2 separate regions of the Danio rerio genome follow, and region 2 is linked to region 1. A link is a contact called in public Hi-C data. All regions are on one chromosome and are shown on one strand. Each heading gives the region's core, a stretch centred on a gene start, on an enhancer-like site or on the middle of the called end of the contact. The rest is flanking DNA. Distances are from core to core; before and after follow the strand shown. Region 1 holds the start of rlig1 (RNA 5'-phosphate and 3'-OH ligase 1). Region 2 holds the start of poc1b (POC1 centriolar protein B).

The links. A called contact is a pair of places that touch in the nucleus more often than the background predicts.
Region 2: a Hi-C map of hematopoietic stem cells shows a contact between it and region 1, with 2.8 times the contacts expected there. The contact joins the promoter of poc1b here to the promoter of rlig1 in region 1. A contact is called at or near these places in 1 of 18 Hi-C or Micro-C datasets (hematopoietic stem cells) and 1 of 4 datasets of contacts at active chromatin or transcription factors (embryo).

What each region holds. Positions count from the first base shown.
Region 1 is chr25:18,900,884-18,907,023 of GRCz12tu, reverse strand. rlig1 (RNA 5'-phosphate and 3'-OH ligase 1) reads right to left here and starts at 4,416. Exons shown (of 7, transcript NM_001008606.1): 1 at 4,227-4,416; 2 at 3,764-3,881; 3 at 144-239. The coding sequence starts at 4,316. It overlaps borcs5 (BLOC-1 related complex subunit 5), which reads right to left. Exons shown (of 6, transcript NM_001007052.2): 4 at 5,828-5,985; 5 at 5,566-5,743; 6 at 5,109-5,462. The coding sequence ends at 5,377.
Region 2 is chr25:19,426,234-19,432,439 of GRCz12tu, reverse strand. It overlaps poc1b (POC1 centriolar protein B), which reads left to right and starts at 1,334. Exons shown (of 12, transcript NM_200118.1): 1 at 1,334-1,470; 2 at 2,058-2,142; 3 at 2,242-2,413; 4 at 4,120-4,299; 5 at 4,392-4,499; 6 at 4,697-4,812; 7 at 4,909-5,042; 8 at 5,790-5,858; 9 at 5,939-6,091. The coding sequence starts at 1,456. cep41 (centrosomal protein 41) reads right to left here and starts at 513. Exons shown (of 11, transcript NM_001002194.1): 1 at 442-513. The coding sequence starts at 474.

The DNA.
Region 1 (6,140 bases), core at 3,167-5,666:
TAGGCTTTCTAGAAACATTCTTGCAGGTGTGTCGAGGCAAATTGGAGCTAAAATCTGCAGGACATTGGACTTCCAGGACCGAGTTTGAGAACCCCAGCTTTAGAATATAATTAGCTCATGAATTTAAGGTCATATAAATATACCTTTACAGGTCTTCTGTGAATATTGATACTTTTTGAATCTTTTGTCCGCCTGCTTGGTGGGTTTCCGATCCAGGCGAGCCCAGAGATATGGTTCCCCTAAAAAACATTATAGACTAATAATTATAGATTAAAGGCAGTTTTTTTTACAATTTAAAATATAATAAATGTTCAGTTTTTAAGTGGTTATTTTTAACATAATAAAATTGTGAAATATTTTTTTTCTCTCCTTTTCTATAATTTTTCTTAAATAAAAATGTAATATAATAATAATCAGACCTTCTAACAATTTCTCTCTCTGTGTCTCTTATATATATATATATATATATATATATATATAATCTTATCGGTCACTTGATTAGGTAAACCTATCCTAACTGCTCCTTAACGCAAATTTCTAATCAGTCAATCACATGGCAGCTACTAAATGCATTTAGGCATGTACACATGGTCAAGATGATCTGCTGCAGTTCAATTCGAGCATCAAAATGGAGAAGAAAGGTAATTTATGCGACTTGGGGGAAAAAAAAAAAAAGATTAACTCAGGTGAGGATCGAACACGGGTCGACGGCATGGTAACGCAACATGCTGACCGCTGGACCACAATGGTGCTGTTATGATTCGGAGGCTACAGTTTGCTCATGGGGCTGCGAGACAATAAATAGGATGAGCGGAGCTGCGACAAAATATTGAATAAAAAGAGTGAGGCTATGGTCAAATAAATGAAAAAAGTGCGCCTGATGCTTTCTCCGTTCGCCATACTGGAGAGGAACAGTCTGCGCAAATGAAGCGCAGAGTTGGTGTCATCGACTCAAGCTCTCATCTGATTGGCTGAAAGGTACGAGTTGCCCTGACTCTGGCAGGAAAGTCTCAAAATTACACACACACACGTATCCAGGGGGAGTCTTACGTAAAAGAGGATTTGCACATTCTCATTCAGGATGAACTCGCTAGTTTTAAACATTCAAAACTTTTTGTACACTCTTATACATTTGCAAATGGTGTTTTGCATTTGTGAAACGTATTTTATGAAAATGTATTTTTATATTGTGCACGTGAAATTTTTTGTGTGAATATAAATAAATATTTTTTTAGGCTGGTGGTGGTCTAAATATGTGCATACAGAATCTACAGTGGGAACCCAGTACAGAATCTTAAAATGTGAATAATTTTCAAAATAAGAGATCCTGTTATGTTTTCTTTTTTTTAATACTGTCCTGAGTAAAAAAAAAAAAAAAAAAACATGCAAGCATACATACAACATTACATACAGACTGGTCCACAAGACAGGAAAATTGATTACATTATTTAAATAACCCTCTGGTTTATAAGACTGTGTGGGGTTACCTGGATGACCTGTGACCTACTATGCATGAGTCTCATGTTTTTTCTGAAGAGTTAAAGTGCCAGCTGAGTCCTCCAGATTCTTCAGTTTTCCAGCATATTTTGCATGTTTGAACTCTTTCCAGAAGTGACTGTGTGATTTTCCATACCGATGCATCTTCTCACACAGCAGATAGTTGAGAGACTCAAACAGAATTATTAAAAAAAAGTTCAAACACTCACTGATTTTCCAGAAGGAAACGTTTAGAACATTAAGTTGGTGAACACTTGAACAGAATGAAGCGTCCCCAGTTTTTCTTTTTCTGTTGAAATGTTTTCCTTTTAGTGCTGCTCTTCAGAAGCTGCAGAAGATACTTGCATAATTCCTGGAAGACGAATTAACTACAATTTACTGTGATCTTCAAATTCATAATGTTTTCACCCACCAGCTCTTAACGTTTCCTTCTGGAGCATCAGTGAGTGCTTTAATCGTTTTTTTTAATAGTGGTGTTGGAGTCTCTCATTATGAAAAGGTGGATCTCAAATCATCTCTAAATCGTACAGTGACTGCTGGAAAAGGTTCAAATATGCAGAAGATGCTGGAAAACTGGATAATCTGCAGGATATGGAGGATTTTTCTGAAGCACGGCAGCACTTTAACTGTTCACAACAAACCAAGGGACTCATGAATAAACATCACAAAGGAAAAGAACCGTCGTAGATCATCTGTTAACCACACTTGGCATTAAAAACCAAGAGATCGCTCAGTGCAGGGGTTATTTGAATAATGTCATGTTTATATGTACAAACCATTAGTTCTTAGTACTAAAGACATATTATAAAGCTTTTTTGTATTATCTCTCTTGTTTTGTCAAAATTATTAAGATTTTTACAAACTTTCACATAACCGTGTGTGTGTGTGTGTGTGTGTGTACATAAGCACCCATTAACCTGAACTACACATTTACTAATCAAATTTTGTGAATATTGTGATTTTTGTAATTTTGTAAAATAAGCTTTTTCTGCTCACAAGGCCTGTATTTATTTATCTAAAAACACATTAAAAACAGTCAAGATGTGAAAATGTTATTGCGATCTAAAATATCTGTTTTCTTATTGAATGTAATTTCAAATTTAATTTAACCATGTGATTTAATGCTGAATTTCCTGCATCATTATTCCAGTACTAGTATGATATAAACTCACTGGCCACTTTATGAGGTACATCTGTCCAACTGCTCGATAACGCAAATTTCTAATCAGCCAATCACAAGGCAGCAACACAATGCATGCTCAATGGGCATGAAGACATAGTCAAAACGATCTGCTGCAGTTCAAACCAAGCATCAAAATGGGGGAAGAAAGATGATTAAAGTGACTTTGAAGGTGGCATGGTTGTTGGTGCCAGACGGGCTGGTCTGAGTATTTCAGAAACTGCTGATCTACTGGGATTTTTATGCTCAACCATCTCTAGGGTTTACAAAGAATGGTCCGAAAAAGAGAAAATATACAGTGACATCAGAGGAGAATGGCCAGACTGGTTCGAAAGGCGACAGAAACTCAAATAACCACTCGTTACAAAAGAGGTATGCAGAAGAGCATCTCTGAATGCACAACACATCGAACCTTGAAGCAGATAGGCTACAGCAGCAGAAAAACCCCACTGGCTGGTGGTAATGGTGTGGGGTATATATTCTTGGCACACTTTGGGCCCATTAATACTAACTGAGCATCGTGTCAGTGCCACACCCTACCCGAGTATTGTTGCTGCCCATGTCCATCCCATTATGACCACAGTGTACTCATCTTCTAATGGCTCCTTCCAGCAGGATGACACGCCATGTCATAAAGCGTGAATCATCTCAGATTGGTTTCTTGAACATGACAATGAGTTCACTGTACTCTGATGGCCTCTACAGGTACCAGGTCTCAATCCAATAGAGCATATGGGATGTGGTGGAACGAGAGATTTCCATCATGGATGTGCAGCTGACAACTCTGCAGCAACTGTGTGAAACTATCATGTCAATATGGACCAAAATCTCTGAGGAATATTTCCAGTGCCTTGTTAAATCCATGCCACAAAAGATTAAGACAGTTATGGAGGCAAAGGTGGGTCTAACCTGGTACTAGTAAGGTACACCTAATAAAGTGGCTGGGGGGTGTATAGAGAGAGAGATGTTTGATATAAGCATCTGCCAAATGACTGGATGTAAATATATGATATTAATGTTTAAATCAACAATAAATCAACAACAAACATTTCACAAATGTTGACTTATTTAGGATCCAGATTGTACCATTGAATGTGGTGACATAGCAGCATGTCCCGTCAACCTTCTCAGTGGCTGCAGCACAGTGGACATCTGATGCCAGAGCAGCAGGGCTCACATTCTCAGTAGCCACAACCTGAAACTGCTGAACGGGCAGAAGAGGATGAGAGCATGTCAGATCAGCTAACAATCAAACCTATACACTATCCTCATCAACAACTAATTTCCATTCATTGTTGCTTTAATAGTTTAATGTGATTAAATAGCACTATTACCACAGTCACTTTTTATACGTGCTTTTTTAAATAAACGTATTGTCTACATTCTGACGGTGTCTCTGTGATGCGCGAGTTAAAATAAAATAACTACAAAGCAGTGATATTGACAGTAGGCAATGCCTATTTAGTAATGTTTTCCCTAGCTCATAATCACTTTAGTGATTTAATATAACGTGTACACTGACGAAAAATACAGATTCTTTTTCACCCACCTGACAGTCGCGTTTTCTGGATGGTTCGTCTCTCACTTCCGTCAGGAAAACGCATGGAATCTTCTGCTGCACTGAACCCAGACGCCGCATTATTACCGCTGTTGATCAGCTCGATTGTCAAGTTGCTTTGCAGAATTACTATGGACTGATGACATCAACACATTTTCAGATCAGCCATGCGCCCACTGCTATTTTGTTCAGATTTCCTCTCGTTCCTTAGTGTGTCATGTTCTGATCTTTGTCGCCATCTATTGGAACGGAGACTTTTCATAATGGCGCAATGTGACTTGTTTAAAACTACATCTGTTTTAAATTGTACTTTCAAATAGTTGAACTCAGAAATAAACGAAGGCTGCTTTAAAATAACAAGCTCTATTCTGCATGGAGCGTGTCGTCTAAGGGGAGCGCCATGTTGACTCTCGACTTTTGCTTATTTTTGTAAGTTTTGAATGGAAAATAAATATGTCCAGTTCAGTTAAAGAGATAGTTTACACACAAACTTAAATCTGCCCCAGCAAATGCTTATTTATTTATTTTTAGCTGAAACTGTGGTCTTTGTTGAAATTTAAAATGCCGCTCGCTTGGTTTGTCACGGTTGTGGATGATTAACTGCATCATTGAAAAAAAAAAAAACTAAAGTGCATCCGGAAAGTATTCATAGCGCTTCACTTTTTCCACATATGCACACTCTATACATATACATGATACACTCCATACTCCATACATATACAGACATGATACACTGCATACTATACCTATACACAAGATACACTATACATATACACTATATATTGTGCAACCCCCAAATTCATCAATATATTTTTTTCAAATCCCATGCCAAAAAAGTATTGTGTTTAATAAATCTCTCATGAAAACAGAAACTGTAATGCCAACAACTTTAATTACAGAGAGTCTGCAGACAACCCTAAGTGCAAGAGCATCATATGCATTAATGACTTCTCATTAAATAGCATTCTGAATGTTGTCATGCCCTTCAAGAGCACTCCATTAAGCCTATTGAGTAAATATGTACCAGAGCGCGCACACACACGCACACACACACGCACGCACGCACGCACGCACACACACACACACACACAATTGTCATTTTCAGTAATATAATTTCATCTTTTGTACCATGTAACTTCATTTAGGCCAGAAAACACCTGATCCAGGCATACGATAAGCAATCCAGTGCAAAAGTGATGCGCTCCATTGGTAACATCCAGAAGAGACCTGAGGTAGGTCAATCAGTATCAAAGTCAATCAGTATCAACACACTAAAACTTTTATTTGCTATCTCCATCAGGTTTCATGCAGAAGGGCTCCAGCCGCTCACTCTCGGGCAGCATGTTGTTGAGGCGCTCCATGAGTGGTACAGTCTGGTCGATCCCCATCTGAATACGTCTCAGAATCATCGACATCTCATTGACCTTTTGGATCTGCTCGGCGTATTTGGCGTACCGCTTTTGCCTTTCCTGCATGATGCTGAACAGCGCCTCGACTGACAGGTCCATCTGACAAAAAAAACACACACACTATTTAGTATCTTGGATGTGCTTTCTGAAATTGTTTTGCTGATTAGAAATGATGGCGAATACCTCTTTGATCCTCTTGACCAAAGCATTCTGGTCAAATGCAACAGCCTCCGCACACTGGTGCAGATGATCCTGATATCGGACACACAGTTGCAGGACCTGTGCTGAGTCCAGCTTTTCTAAACACACAGTGCTGGGGGAGGTTTGTCCACTGAGAACACCTGAGAGGATCACAACAATATTAGGATCAATTTAGGATTTATATATTAGTTACTTCCCAAATGACACACTATTCACTTAACTGTGTAGTGCATCATCCCAAATGATTTTTTTTTACTGACTGATAATTCAAACCATAATCCATTTGCCATTCCAT
Region 2 (6,206 bases), core at 85-2,584, 530 kb before region 1:
ACATATTATGAATGACATTAGAAATCAGATACGTGTTATAATCCGTTTTGTTCTTTGGAATAAATATAACTGTTAGTTAAACCCTGTAAGTATCTCATTTCATGAAGAGAACATGGTGTTTATATGTAACAAACACGGAGTTCAACTCAGTCGTGTTCCTGAAAAAGACTGGAGGCTCTTTATGACCTGCATTCGTTTAGACGTGTATTTTATTGATAAACACAGACAGAAATACAACAGTAAAACAGCAGCACTAGAGTGATGCTGATGCTCAGTCAGGTATGTATACGTGATGGCAACGGAGGAGCAACAACACCACCGGTGTCAGATTCCCTTTAACGTTAAACACCAGCACCCATGACAAACTTTGGCGGAGACAGCTTTCAAAATACCACAGCGCATACAATATTTAGCCAATTTCCGTAAAATTAAAGCACTGACCGCTGAATCGCCAATCCCCCTCTTCACCGACATCTTCCAGCAGCAGAGCTTCGGCGGCTAATGTTAGCTACCAAAATCAAAACTCAATGGGTCGCCTTCTTGAGCAACGGCTTCACTGATTGGGCCGTTGATTTGATTATCGAATCAGCGACTGTGTCCTTAAAGCGTCTACGTTGAGGTCTTCGACTTTACCGTTTGGGGTGTTGCTAAGCAACGGCGTCATATCCAGCGTAGTTTAAACCTTTGGTTTCATTTGTTTAGCGACAGAGGGAGATTGGTGGTCGCGTTTATTCATTAAATGCTTTTGAATCTTTATACATTATCAGTCGTTTTTGTCTATTTCTTCTAAAGAGATATGGTACTGTTCAGTGTTCTACTCTTTTTAAAATCCTACTCTGGATAGAATTTCACTTTCGTTTATATTTTTATTCAGATTTTTTTTCATTTAAAAAAATAATTTGTCCTTCTAAATGCTTTGTTTCTTATTTTTTATTATATTATTTACATTTTATTGTTGTTGCTTTGACTATTGCTGTTGTCCTCTCTATTTTAATCAAAACATCTGTGTAATTTGTATGTAATGTAAATGAATATATAATGTAAGTAAGATATAATGAACATTAATCAACTCTAAGGACTGCATAATCTTTAAAAGACTAGCTTGCAAATTTCAGATTTAATCCCAACATGCCTTCTGTTTCATTATTTGAGGAGTGGTTACATTGACCGGACTGATGTCGACGTTAATTTCTCTATTTATGGTAGTATTTTGTACTTGTACAAATATATCAATCGAAATCTAAATTATTTTTTTTAAATTAAATATCCTCCATTGTTGCTCAACTAGCCGGACTGGCTCTATGATTCGAAGCGTGATTTGTTTGGTCTGAGTAAAAACGCGGTTGGTTTGACAGAAGGGAAGTGGCTCAACATGGAGGAGTTTCACTTGTTTACTTGTAAAAAGAATCACAAATTGTCCACGTTTCATACACTTTCTTGAAGTTTACCGGAATCATGGCGTCTGTAATGGTAAGATGATTTAGTAGAAACATTTTAGAGTACGGATATAGACATTTTAGATAGAGCGCTGTACCACTGTGCTGGAAAGTTTCGTGTTTGTTTGTATGTGGACATGCATAACGTTTATAGTTGTCGGGTTTACAAAATTAAAATTTAATCGATACAATTAACTAGGTCTATTAGCAAAAATACTGTGCAATTAACACAGATTAGACGTGAATCAACGGCAGTACCATTGTGTTTTGAACATGTTTATTAACAACGTTTTTGATTATTTGTAACGGTATTACCATCAATTTCAGTTTTTTCATGTTTAGATGTGTGTTGTTGACATTTTTTACATTTTTATTAGTATGTCTATATTAAAATTATTTTATTTTGACATTTATTTTAGTTTACTTAGATTTAATTCAAGTCTAATATTTTGTCTTTTGTCAGCTGAAATAGTTTAATTTGAACCATTTTAATTTTTTTATTTAAAATGGTACTTTATTATAGCTTTGATATTTTAGCTAACTTACAAAATATTTATTTATTTATTATCATTTGCTTTTTTTTTTTTTTGCTTACACTTAAAAGTTCTCTGTCTTATTCAGGAGGATCCCACCCTTGAGAGGCATTTTAAAGGTCATAAAGATGTAATTTCCTGCGCTGACTTCAACCCCAATAATAAACAGCTTGGTATGTCACATTTATCTTCATTATTTAAAATAACTCAGAATACAAAAAAATATAATTTCACTCTAGCCCCAAAATAACCTCTTACAAATAATTTTGCAGCTACTGGATCCTGTGATAAAAGCCTTATGATTTGGAACCTCGCTCCTAAAGCCCGGGCTTTCAGGTTTGTGGGTCACACAGATGTCATTACAGGCGTTAATTTTGCTCCAAGCGGTTCAATGGTGGCATCTTCATCCAGAGATCAAACAGTTCGATTGTGGACACCCAGTATGTGAGTTCAGTTGGCGCTTTATCAGTATTAATGTATTATTTTGTTATCTTTAACATTTCTAACCCAAAGTATTTTAGTTTTCTCATCCTTTGGCCATCCAAAATGCATGTGACCTTTCTTTTCCGTGTAATATAAAATAAGGTTTTTAGCTACAACATGGTCTTTTATGGTGATTCATAAAATACCAGTCAGTGGCTGCTGACATTAAGAATAATAATAATAATATATATATATATATATATATATATATATATATATATATATATATATATATATATATATATATATATATTTTTTTTTTTTTTTTTTTTTTTTCCAAGTGATGTTTAACGGAGCAAGAAATTTTTCACAGTATGTCTGATAATATTTTTTCTTCTGGAGAAAGTCTTATTTGTTTTATTTCGGCTAGAATAAAAGCAGTTTATAATTTTTTAAACACTGTTTTAAGGACAAAATTTTTACCCCTTTTAAGTTGTTTTTTTCCCAATAGTCTACAGAACAAACCATCGTTATACAAAAACTTTCCTAATTACCCTAATCTGCCTAGTTAACTTAATTAAGCCTTTAAATGTCACTTAAGCTGTATAGAAGTGTCTTAAAAAGGATATAGTCAAATATTATTTACTGTCATCATGACAAGGATGAAATAAATCAGTTATTAGAGATAAGTTATTAAAACTATTATGTTTAGAAATGTGCTGAAAAAAATCTCTTCATTAAACAGAAATTGGAAATAAACATGAATATGTTTGTTCTGCACAAAATGATTTTGCTTTGATAGTATAATTTTGAGGATTTTGTTTTATCAATATGTTTGATCTGTGCAAGAAACTGAACATTATTTACAACACTATTACAAGTTAAAGTTTGGCTAGTAAGAATTAATATGTTGCTAACCTGTTTGTAGTATGGCTAACCTCTTGTTAGCATAAATTGCCATATTGTTTTCATGTCCCAAGCATGTTTCTGCCATTTTATAGCATTAGCATTTTTCTAACTAATTTAAATTGTTAGCATGAATAAACATGCTACTAACATGATTTTGGCTTGGTTAACATGTTGTTAGCAGAAATGTTCATGTTTTTAACATAATTATCAGAATGCTAACACATTTTTAGCAGGGTTAGGATATTGGTAGCATAGTTTAACATGTTGCTTACATGAATAAACCAACCAGCGTTGATTAGCACATTACTTGCTTGTTTAGCATGATTATCATATACCTAACATTAACTTTTTACAAGCATATTTCTAGCTGCCACCATATCCTAACCTGTATAAAAGTCTGTGGGATTTTGCATAGATTTGATCATCCATTTTATACAAACTGTACATATGTAAATTGGTTTAAAAATATATAACTATGTTGTTAAAATCACATTAGTTTGAAGGTATTTAAAGCTTGATAGAGCTCTGGAAAAAACACGTTTAGAAATTTGGTCTCAGAACAAGAAGAATATGCTTAAAAAGCAGTTTAGTTCGTTAGCTTTTTCAAGTCAAGCTAAGAGATCCCCCCCCCCCCTCCAATAAATAATATTACGACCTTAATAAATCATTTACAGGTATTATTTTTATGTTCCCTGTATATGTTTCTCTTCACTCTCGAAGTGTCTGTGTCCATTGACTGAGGAAATTAAAAAGAAAATGATTTACATTTTTGGCTGAACTACTTTTTTTAATGTGTTATTTGTACATGTGCATTATAGAAAGGGTGAATCGACTGTGTTTAAAGCCCACACAGCAAGCGTTCGAAGCGTTCATTTCTCCAGAGATGGCCAAAGGCTGGTCACGGCCTCAGATGACAAGTCTGTGAAAGTATGGGGTGTTGAACGGAAAAAATTCCTCTACTCTCTCAACCGACACACCAACTGGGTGCGCTGTGCGAGGTACGAGACTGCAGATTTAACACATCTAACCTTTCCGGTTTTGTCACATAAAGTGGGATTTCTCTCACTGTCACTTGGTCTGTCCCTGTTAGGTTTTCACCAGATGGTCGTCTCATTGCTTCCTGTGGTGACGACAGGACAGTTCGCCTCTGGGATACATCCTCACATCAGTGCATCAACATTTTCACAGACTATGGAGGGTGAGAATTAAGTGTTTCTGGTCATTTTTGGAAATTTTTAAGTATCTGTATTACATTATTTCTAAATGAAATGTTAAATTTGGCTTTTTTGTCTTAATGTTTGGCTTATTTTCCAAAAAATATTATATATTTTAGCCCAAATGTAACAATACTGTCTTATTTAATTATTTGTTTACTGTCTAATATTGTCTGCTTAGGTCTGCCACATTTGTAGACTTCAACTCCAGTGGCACGTGCATTGCATCATCAGGTGCAGACAACACAATAAAAATCTGGGATATTCGTACAAACAAGTTAATACAACATTACAAAGGTACAATCTCAACTAAAATGGTTACACATTTTTGTAATTGCATTAATTTGTAATAGACTTTACATTTAATTAAGATTTTAACTTGTTTTTTTTCAGTCCATAATGCAGGAGTCAACTGCTTTTCCTTCCATCCCTCTGGAAACTATCTGATCAGTGGTTCGAGTGACAGTACAATTAAGATCTTGGACCTGCTGGAGGGGAGGCTCATCTACACTCTTCATGGCCATAAGGTGTCACTCTATTATAAATAGTGTAGAATTTGCATCCCAACTGTTTTGATGAGGAACTCATCAAATGTATTTTCTAACTTGAACAAACTGCTAGTAATAGATTTATTACAGTATTTATTCATGTTTGTTGATGTTACTTTAAGTTAAATAACGTTAGTTCATACATGTAAAATCGCTGTGCATTAACTAATATTAACATGCACAACTTTGGATTTTAATAATATATTAGTTAATGCTGAACTATGATTAATAATTGCTTTACAAGATTATGTATACTTGGTTATGGTTGGTAAATACATTACCTTAAAAGTGATTATTCTAAAGTGTTGCAGAAATATTTATTTTTAAGCTAAAAACTGCTGTTGCTTAAAAATACACATTTAAAATAAGAAGATATAACCACTCCATAAAAAAGGTAATGAAAGTGATGAACATCACAAAATTATATAAATATATTCATCACGTTTTTGTTCTTTTAGTTTTTTTTTAGTTGTTTTCATTTGTAAGTGGCATTGGATAAAATCATCTGCAAAGCAATTTAATGTCCATGTGAATTATATATCACTTAAACATGAGTGCAGATTTCCTTCATTTTAGTGTGTGATTATGATTAGAATTAATATTAATAAAAATCTACAGCAGTTTAACAAACAAGTTAATGTAGAGTGGATTCTTTGAGATTGAGATTTTAGACACAATATCATCAGGATTTATTCTTTTTAAGTGTGTTTTATCTTCTACTTTCAGGGTCCAGTTTTGACCGTGATGTTTTCTCGAGATGGAGATCTTTTTGCATCAGGAGGTGCAGACTCTCAGGTAATCATGAGCATAAATCTTGCTTCACTCTCCAGTTACCATCAGGCCGATGTTACTGATGCTAATCGTCTGGGTTTCAGGTTCTGATGTGGAAGACCAACTTTGATTCGCTGAACTACAGAGAACTGTTGAGCAGACACAGCAAACGCGTGACTCCAGATCCTCCTCCACACCTGATGGACATTTACCCTCGATCACATCACCGACACCACCCTCAGAACGGCACAGTAGAGGTCAGGGACACACTGCCACTATAGAACACGTATTGACTTCATGTTCATTTTTTACTTTTTAGAAACTGGTAATAAAACATACAACCTAAATGACAATACAAAATGTTATAGCAAT